Regions from separate parts of the Cyprinus carpio genome. Here region 2 is linked to region 1. The links are chromatin contacts, called in public Hi-C maps. All regions are on one chromosome and are shown on one strand. The core of a region is the stretch at or near the end of the contact, and the rest is flanking DNA. Distances in the headings are between cores, read along the strand shown.

Region 1 (5,135 bases), core at 1,712-4,211:
AAGGGTCAAAGAGGTGTTACACTTGTATTTTCACACATTCATTTAATTTTAGGCTTTACACCTGCTTAGACATGCAATAAAATAAACTATAACCTATAAATAAACAACCTATAAAAATAGTGTGCAAACAATCTATTTAAAGGCTTTTAAACACTCTAGTACAGCATACTACTGTAAATTAATGTTTAACTATGTAGTTAGAGCAAAAGCCAACTTTTGAAATGCTTTCCAGTGCTTCCTGAAAGAGCATGTTCTGTAGTATGCAGCTATATTCAGCAGTAATACTGCGGGATTGCATTAGCGTCAGACGCAGCCTCATTATTATATAACTTTACCTTCTACATATTATCTAGGTTAACACTGCAGTCGTTTCTAGAACCCTCTGCCTAAGTAAAGCTAATGATTAATACAGGAATAGACCTAGCTTAGTTGATTATAAAAAATGAAAATGGAGGTCACAAACTTGAGCTGTCGTCATCATCGGCGAAGGTCACTTGGAAGGAGTGTCCATTATTCAGGATGTCCAGTGAAGTGGAGGGGTCGTACTGCAGATTAAGCGGTTTCAGTGATTCATCATAAGATGCTCCACTGTGTTGAATGTCTATTGGAGACTGGCGAGGTCCATTAGCAATGGGGAAGTTTTCACACCATTTCTCAGGTCCTGCAGTGGAAGGTGATGCAAAGGTTAAACAATATGCATCTGGGACAAAAAGCATTTACAGCACATAAAATTGTATTTTAAAGACCACTTTCTGCACATTTGACAGTAGCTACATCCTTGCCTTTAAAGCAAAATAAAATAAAATACAAATATTATATATGCCTTTATGTTAAAAAAAAATGCATCTGAGACTAAATGTACACACACACACACACACACACACACACACACACACACACACACACACACACACACACACACACACACACAAACTAATGGTAGCCTATATTTTAAATAGTTAATTAATTACATTAATAAATTTAAAAAAAAAACATTTGATTTGCAGCGTCTAAGGTATTTTCTGCATTTGGGATTAAATAAAAATCCACAGTTATTTAAAGAAGAAAAATTATCCTTACATCTCTGCCTTTAATAACTATAATAATAACAATAATATAAAATATATTTATGTGCATTTAAAACATGCATTTGAACTGCAGTGTCCATGGTATTATCTGTATTTAGAATCAAATAAAAATCCACAATTGTGCGAAGAACAAAAAATGTCCTTACATCATTGCCTTTAATAATAATAATAATAATGTATTTATGTTCAAACAAAATGTACAAAAAAGGAATTATATTTAATTATATCTTTGGAATAATAGTAATTATTATTATTATATGTGCATTTTAATGGAATGAAAAATGCATTTTAATTAATTAAATTAAGGTATTTTCTGCGTTTGGTATGAAATAAAAATCCACATTCGTGTGAAGAAAAAAGTACATACAGTTGACACAAAAATACAAATTCAAATGCATAGTTATGCACATAACATTTGTAAAATCTGTACATTTTGCACTTGTCACTGATGGTGCTGACTTTGCAGTAGCCAAGGTGAACATGTCTTAGTTGCAAAGAGGGCAAATGCAGATAATGATGGGGAAAAAAGAGAATCTGTGATAGATTTCATATTGACATATGCTATGAAAACACGTATGAATTATTCAAAGCATTATTACATGGGGGGTCTTACCGTTATGGTCTGCGTATCCCCATTCGTTGGACATTATGACAGCTGCGCCGCAAGAGTCTCCAAGCGTCCTGAAGCAGTGTCAGTGTCCTCGGACAGATGAGCTGGAGGTTTATATAGCGGCTTTCTGGACGCTGTTCGCCCACATGACCGTACATTAGGTGTGATCAGCAGCAGGAGGAGCTACAGAGAGATCGATCGATACCGCGCGCTCTCAATCCGTGTCTCTCTCGGAATGCGGGATTCCTCTTCTATGATCTGCTGCTACATTCTTGCATTTTTTCCATTCTGTGATTGCGTAATCAGATACTTGTGGCGCGCTGGTTCTGTTGACGTAGAGTGACAAAGGCTAGTAATAATGACAATGAGTGCTGTAATGATTCATCACTAGCACAGCGAATGAATGGCGGATTTGCGCAACACTCTGCTTAGCTGGCATTTGACGCTTTACAAAGAACGAGCCCATAACTGAAGACATATATATATATGAGCATATATATATGGAAATATGTTTTTTTTTTTTTAAACGGGCTACCTTACTCATAATGAATGTAGTACTATGAACATAATCTTTTAATATGCCCATGTGTATATCACCAATAGATACACTAGCCAGAGCAATCTGTGTCATGTTATTATTATTATTACTAGCCTATTATAATTATTATGTTTACTAATTATTATTGGCTCAAAAATAAATAATAGGGTATAAAATAAAAATAAAAAAACTTTGTAGATTTTAATATAAACATTGCAGGATACATATAGCTTATAATTTCTGCCGATACTGAAACCAAATTTTAGTGTTTTTTTTTTTTTTTTTTTTTTTTTAGATATTTCTTGTAATTTCTTTTGATATTTTTTTTGATTCTTTATTTTTATATGTGTTCTGAATTTGTGAAGCTCAATGTACTTGAATCTGAACTTGCAATATAAAGTGATTGATTGCCATCTGGTGGTCGAGTGTTGAAACTAATATTGACCGCAAAATGAACAAAAAAAAAATGAGTAAATGCATGTTTAAATTCACAAATAAAGAAGGGCCAATGTAGCTTTCAGATTTATTTTGTAAGTATATGTGTAAACCTAATATAAATGTATACATTTTGTATAGGCAATACATATATGTGTGTGTGTATAGTTTTACTAATTATAGAGTTGAATTGACAAATAAAGTGCAAAATACGTTGTTCCAACATTTTTTTTTTCTTCCCTTTTTTTTAATACAGTCAGTCGTGCCTGGATCAGTTGTCGTGACCTTATTTAACGTTTCGCGTACTCTCCACACCACTAGATGGCGCGGATTCAACTGCACAGTGAAGAAAAAGCACAGTCACAGCATGTTGTTAGTTAAAACTACGCTTTGATGCGACGTTTTTACATGTAGTTGTATTTGTGTTGTTTGACACGTTTAGTTTGGAATCGAGTGTCATCTAAGCGTGATATAGCCACATACTGTTCTCTGTCTGCCTTTAGATCAGTCGTTTAACGTTACTTTAGACGTCCACATTGCGGCTTGAGTTGAGTTCTCATTAGAAAGTCTACTGGGGAAATGGCCAAAAACAAACAGAGAGGTAAAAAGCAACAGAATGTATTTCAGGTTGCGAACAAACAGTCAAAACCCAAGACCAAAGCGAAACCCGTCAAGACCTCTTTGAAACACGTGAGTTCAAGTTTTGTTTACATCAGTAACGCGCCATTAGGACTGCACACAGTGTTAGAGATTTGGAATATAAACAAGTCGTTGTTATTCTTACAGATGATAAACTTTTTGAGATGTGAAAGTGTGGAGATTTTATATGATGTTTTCAGAGATGTAGAGAGATGTCAAAAGTATATCAAAATCAACATCCAGTGAACCCAAAAAAGCACAGAAGGTCAGTTTTTCCTGTTTTATTCTCTTATTTGCAGCTTTAAATGGTAAGCAATGTCCAAATACATTCTGCAACTTGACTTCTTATAAAATGTTTTGCATGAAGTGTTTTTGTGCTTTGTCTCTGAATGCCACTGTCATGTTTTGTTATCAAATGCAATGACATTTCATGCCTCGTGTGTCCAAATATTTTTTTGTGCTGTAATGTTGACCGTCACGTCACATGTAAACTGTGTGTTTCAGGTGGTCAGAGAAGCTCCACGGGAAGCTGTCAATGTGGATAATGCTGCCCAGCTTTTCTCTCAACTGTAGAAGCCCATTTTAACATGCTGAACATGGACTAATCACAGACACGTCATACCAAAATTCTCAAACAAAAACAGTTCATAATAACTGCTGATCAGCTATATTATTTATTACATGAATATCCCTGTGTAGGTAATTTTTTTTTTTGCATTATTTCTAGTGCCCTCGTAGGACTGGTTTTGTAAATGCACTTTGCAGCAGTGCATGCTGATCACACAAGCTTAATGTCCAAAAATACATTAGTAAGTTTTCCTATAGCACTGATTTTTTTTGGATTGGAATATTGTCTATGCTTGCTGAAGCATAAAGAACAAAGTCATTAAAGACTGAATTCGATCAGAGCTGTTTTGTAATGAGTTGTGCTTCTGTTGTATTGAGTCAGCTGTAGCAGGCTTTATATATTGTTCGGATCAATGTTTGAACTTGTGACCCAGTGGAAAGAGGTAGGTTTTTGGAAACACAAGTTGGTAGTTCAGGCACAAATAAAAAATGTGTAGTTTACTCATTCATGTGTTGTTCCAAACCCATATGATTCAAATAGAAGTGAATTCATTTTTATTTTAGAGCAAAGTTCTACTTCAATTCCTGTATGCAAAATTTATTTTGAGTCCTTTGTGCTGGTTTATGATCACAGAAAAGTGAACATGAATGATGAATGAGACATTTGTGTATGCGAGTAGATTATATGAATTAGTACATAAAAAAAAGAAATGAATACTTTTAGAAAAGATGGATCAAATTGATCAAAAGTGACTATATATGTGTGTAATCTATACTGATTTCTGTTTTAAATAAATGCTGTTGTAAACTTTCTATTCATCAAAAAAACTGGAGTAATAGCTTCTTAGAATTCAGCTTATGGAAAATAGATAAGTTATTTTGTAGTGTAATAATATTACACAATATTACTGTTTGTATTGTATTGTAATCAGATAAATTGGTGAGCATAAAAGAGTATGCTCACCAATTAGACCAATACACCAATCAGTGCATATTTTAAGTTTTTATGTTCTTTTAATGTGAACGTTCCTTCTTTATTTCCTATGTGTTGTGATAACAGCTCAAGACCACTAGAGGCCAGACATTTATAATAATAGCACTACATTAACAGCAAGCCCAGTGTTTTTTATTTAAATAAAAAATAAAAATAAAACCTTCCTATAATACACTCTTAAAAAAAAGTTTTTTATGGTTCTCTATGAAGAACCATTAACATCCATGGAACAACAAGGTTCTCTATAGTGGAAAAAGGTTATTT
Region 2 (5,135 bases), core at 1,059-3,558, 34 kb after region 1:
ATGTTTTATCTCGGGAGAGCACATTCTTTTTACATTTACAACCCAAGGATACTTCATTTTTTGAAGTATTCGTGTCTCATAAAGCTTTTCCACTCATTCTGTGTCTCCTAAGAAACTGTCTTTGTTTTCCTGTCACTATTGAATTAATCCATCTGCCATACACCTAGCTGGAATTTAATGGCACCAACAGGTACAACAGCTGGGCTTAGGGAATTTACAAGACCAGAGCAGGATGCAATGTATTACACGATTAATTGATGATGACAGCTCTAATACTATTGAATATTTACATGTGCAGGGGAGTTTGGTTTGGATTAAAAGTTCAGTATATGAATAGAAGCATTACTTTACCATGCAATTTTGGCTGTCTGTGTATAGAAATTTCGTTTGAGGCCAGAGGACATGCAACTACAAGGAATTCTTGTGAAATTTCAACAGCTGTTGGTTGGGACAAAGTCCACACTCATCACCGTCACACTCACAGCCCAGTGGGATGACCAGGTCAAATCCATCCGTCAGATGTGCATGGTGGCTCTGAGATCTATAAACTTGCACTGACAGGGTTATCACACAATAGACAACAGGCCCCGAAGGAACTGTTAGTCTGAACTTGGAGGTTTCATAAAGATTTCCTAATAAAAATAGCACAATGAAATCTCTCTATTATTAGTAACTGAGCAGAAACAACAACCCTAGATCATTGTCTTAATTTGCACATCTGAATGTCAAGAGGGATGCAAAGTAGTGTGGGGCTGTTCATAAATGTAGAAATTTCTACTTTTTTTGTGTTGTGGTTTTTTTGGTGTTATTATGGTTTTCTTAGTTTATGTATGGTTGTGTTGTAGTGTGGGGATGTGAATACGGTTACCGGTCTGTTTTAGGATGTCAAATACGGTCACATTAACATTCAAATGGTCTTGCTCAAATTGAAGTAATACTCTATAAAAATATAAAAAGAATTTGAGTTTTATCACAAGATCATGTACTGTAGGTTCAAATTTACACAGTAAAAAAAGATTATTAAGAGTATGTTTTACGTAAGATGTTTTTTTGTCTTAAAGTAATTTTTTTTCAAGTTTATATTTTTCCACTTTAAAATTTTACATTTAATTCATTGTGTTACTGGCTGTTTCCTTGTAAATAATTGTGAAATCTACTAACAATTTCTGTGTGAAAATTGTTTTAGCACCAATGTTTTTCAGTGTATAAGAATATGCTAGTTTTTCATTATTTTTAAAAGTTTATTTTAAATGGTCCCAAAGTGTGACAGTTTGTGTTTTTATGTGTTTGTTTTTATTTTTTTTTAAAAATTAATTTTAAATGGTCCCAAAGTGTGACAGTTTGTTTTTAAAAATTAATTTTAAATGGTCCCAAAGTGTGACAGTTTGGTCCCAAAGTTTGGCAAATTTCTTTTAAAAAACATAAGAATCATAACATCATAATCAGTGTTATTATGTTAACACATATATAGCATTATAGTTTTGTATTAATATTTTGAATTCATTTTTATTATTTTCAATTTTAATTATAAATGTGGTTACATTTTTAGCCAACATTTTATTTTTAAATATGTCTAATATAGTTTATTTTCATTTTTGTTTCAATTTTAGTTCAGTTCACATTTATTTTATGGTTTTAGTTTTAGTTAACTACAATATCTCTGTTCATAACACATTTTTATGTGCACAATGTCATTGTTTAACATGCATCTCAAGTTTAGTTGCTGCTAATGGACTACCTGCACCAATCTGCCATGATGAGGAGGAGGAGGAGGAGGAGGAAGAAGAGGAGGACAATGGTCATGAAAGTACCATTAAAAGAAACCTGTCTCTGGTGGAAGTTAAGTTTCTCAATTGATTCTGGCTCAGTGTAACATTAGATGAGAACAATGACACAGTCCATTTGGTCAAGATGGATCATTTCAGCTCCGAATGGCCAAAATATCAAAACACAACCATCATACTGCAATAACACATAATAGAATTGCCAAGGGTTGCAAATTCACATATCAAACCACTTCAGTAATGGATTCAGCATTATGATGATGTCTTGTCTTTCAGATATAGATATGACAGGAGCCTGTAGACATGTGTATCACTACTCATGCACAATACTGACTATTTGTCAACATGCAATGAGACTGACAGAAAGGACATGGAAACGATACAAAGACAGGCTATAGTTCTTTACTATTATGCTTTCTATGACTAACTGCGAGCTTATGCAAATAGTGCGAAATGCACTGAATGCAAAACAACACATTCTCAAAGTTACACTGATGGTCGTAAACTCACACCGGTGATTTCGACGTTTCCCTTTAAACATCGTCATTCTGTAGGGCTCCAGTTTGACGGCTTGAGAATCCTGCTCGCGCGCTGGAAGAAAAGACCGAACCTCCGAACCTCAGCCGCGATTCCGTACAAACAGATCTGTTTTTCCGAAGGAGAGAAAACGAAACCCACTATCACAGCAGACGCTACCACTACCGAGGTCTACAAAGGGGCGCTTTTCTTTTTTTTTTGTTTATTTGATGTTGTTACTACTGTGGTGGTTTTTTGTTTAATATTCATAACCCAGTCGTTAGCAATTGGACGTCAACCACGCGACGTCAGCACTAATGATTAATATTCAAGATCAAGGTCTTCTTCATTGGAAGGTTACTACGGAACGTCAAGACGTTCTCATTAATATTCATAGACCTTCGCTATGGTAGGATTTGTAATTTCAACATTTTCTGCTAACAGAAGCGCCAATTTACAGTATTTGTATGCACATATTTAGATTATAGATTATATATGGACGTTTAAAGTAATAACGCCTGCCGATTATATAGACTGTACATTGTAGACCTATTTTAGTTTAAAGTAGCCTAGTATCAAGTGTAGTTCGAATGCACCTATTTTGATATTATGACGTTAAAATAATACCTGACGACTATTATATACTTTATACCCATTAAAGTATAGTTTATGCAAAACACTAATAGCCTATGCTGCGTAACCCGTCCAAGAAATTAGCTTATATTTATTTATTTATTTATTTTGGTCACTGTTTAAAAAAATTAAAATAAAATTAAAATATTGCAGAATTCATTAAAATGTTACCTAGTTTTATTTTGGCTCTTTATTTATTTATTTATTTATTTATTTATTCAAAATTACATTTAATTTTTCACATACATTTATTCGTTCGTTTGTTCGCTTTTCCTAAATATTCTATGTAGTAGGTTACTTCTTTCATGAGAACTTAAAAATAATTTTTTTATTAAATTTAATATTCATGTGTATTTAATATAAAAAAAATAATTTTTTTATTATTTAAATATAATTATATATATATATATACACTGCAGGAATGCAATTAAAGGTTACTGCAGCTATCATTACACCTGCATTTCCCCAAAAAAGTTTTACTTTTTTCATACATAGTTTGAAGATGTTTAAAAGAATGTCTAATAGTATGGAAGCATATTTGCATGCAATTATATTCAGATATATAATTGCCTATGTAGATGTTCAACAAAGCAAAAAGGAACAATCCCTGGCAAATCTAACAAAATGTCTGTGGCCTCAGATCAAATATCTCATCTGAGTTTCTCAGAATAAGGAAAGAAAAGCTGCCAGCATCCAATTTCATTACAAACTGGCATCACTCCCTCCTCACATTCAGGATCATTAAATGTGATCCAAGCATTTCAATCTTGCACCCAACTGTATTTTTACTGCCAAAATTTGCATAGAGTTGCATAAAGCCCTTAGGTTAGGTGCTGGGACCAAATGTGATGCACTCATGCCTGCCCTTTTTCTAAAAGCACCCCACATTTTTCATCTCTGTGAACCATGATCTTGATTATATCATGATCATACATTATTGTTATGTTTTCTGCTGCAAGGGACTGTGTTGTTAAGGAGACAGAGAAAGAAAAAACACAGTCGTATCCTTCTTATAATGTGTGTGATATATTCCGTTAGCTGTCAGTGCATGGCTATCAGTGTGTGGGTTGTTATGACCAAAATAGCATCGAAATGCACTCTTCAAAATCTGACTGCATGAAAAACTGACATCTGCATATCCTGGCCTACTTTGCACATGACCAGTTACTGCTTTTCAAAAAGCAGGACAATGAAGGATTTTCTACAATGTCATCAACATATCTGACCTTATTTAAAAGTACATATTTTTATATGAACATTTAGAGGACAGCTGCTGTTGATCTTTTAATAGAACTGAAAACATCTCTGACTTTGGATAACTGAAAATAAAGAAAGAGAGGGGTGCAAATGAATGCATGTCTGGGCAAGTCAGGATATATTTTATATTTTGAGAAATATATTATTGACAAGAAGTGTTTTGGGTGTAATCTGTCTTCGTATTTCCATCTTCGGTGTAATCTGTATTTTTAATGTCCACAATTACATAAACATCGGTATAGCAATAGCATATATACATGGGTAGACAATTGATGTATTTTTATTTTCATTTTTTCCTGCAGAAATTTGGAAACACAACAGCGCCATCTTCTGGATAATACAATGCAGCACTTTTCTCTTTTATGATTTCCATAGTATGAACTGTGAAGATATATGAAATCTCAAGATATATTCTCAAGTGAATCTTAATGATTTATAAATAAAGGTACAGTACAATAAATATACATTATATTTTTGATATATTATATATTAGAAATTATTTTATATTTTATATTTTAATTATTTTATGTTATATATTATATTTAAATTTTCATAACTCATAAAAAATAAATAAATACATACATTTTTAGAAACTTAATTATATTAATTAAAATATAATAAAAGCAACCCTTGGATTTGTAGCAATACGAACTATTTTTATTTATATATATATATATTTGTGAACCATCCATTTAAATCAAACATGTATAATGTCATCGTGTCATGTATAATGTTTATTAGACGCTGCAGAAACGTACAGAATTAACAACAGACCTTCAAAGGTGTATCATTTATGCAGACTGCAATCTTTTTTCTCACTCGGATGTTAGAGAAAAAGCAGTGCAGTAATGCTTAACATTCATATTCACAGTGATAACATGTCCTCTAAAAATAGTTTCTTTTGGTTGTTTATTTATCTGTGAGAACTAGAGTCATTAAAGGGCA

What was found. A called contact is a pair of places that touch in the nucleus more often than the background predicts.
Region 2: a contact with region 1 is called in a Hi-C map of liver, with 4 times the contacts expected there. The contact joins the enhancer-like site here to the promoter of LOC122142242 in region 1. A contact is called at or near these places in 3 of 8 Hi-C or Micro-C datasets (liver and red blood cells).

What each region holds. Positions count from the first base shown.
Region 1 is chrB24:19,134,829-19,139,963 of ASM1834038v1, forward strand. LOC122142242 (ribosomal biogenesis factor-like) reads left to right here and starts at 2,962. Exons shown (of 1, transcript XM_042752168.1): 1 at 2,962-3,451. The coding sequence starts at 3,251. The coding sequence ends at 3,451. It overlaps ca2 (carbonic anhydrase 2), which reads right to left and starts at 2,090. Exons shown (of 7, transcript XM_042752128.1): 1 at 1,702-2,090; 2 at 464-661. The coding sequence starts at 1,735. It overlaps LOC122142243 (a long non-coding RNA gene), which reads left to right and starts at 3,487. Exons shown (of 2, transcript XR_006158469.1): 1 at 3,487-3,575; 2 at 3,815-4,218.
Region 2 is chrB24:19,169,618-19,174,752 of ASM1834038v1, forward strand. All of the region lies in intron 2 of LOC109050005 (RNA-binding Raly-like protein), which reads right to left. Among protein-coding and RNA genes, the nearest start is that of LOC122142243, 34 kb to the left of the region's middle. Within about 2 kb of position 2,309, at least 5 of the 8 cell types and tissues checked have an H3K27ac peak or open chromatin away from gene starts, as enhancers often do. A contact at or near this core is called in liver, where this site is marked.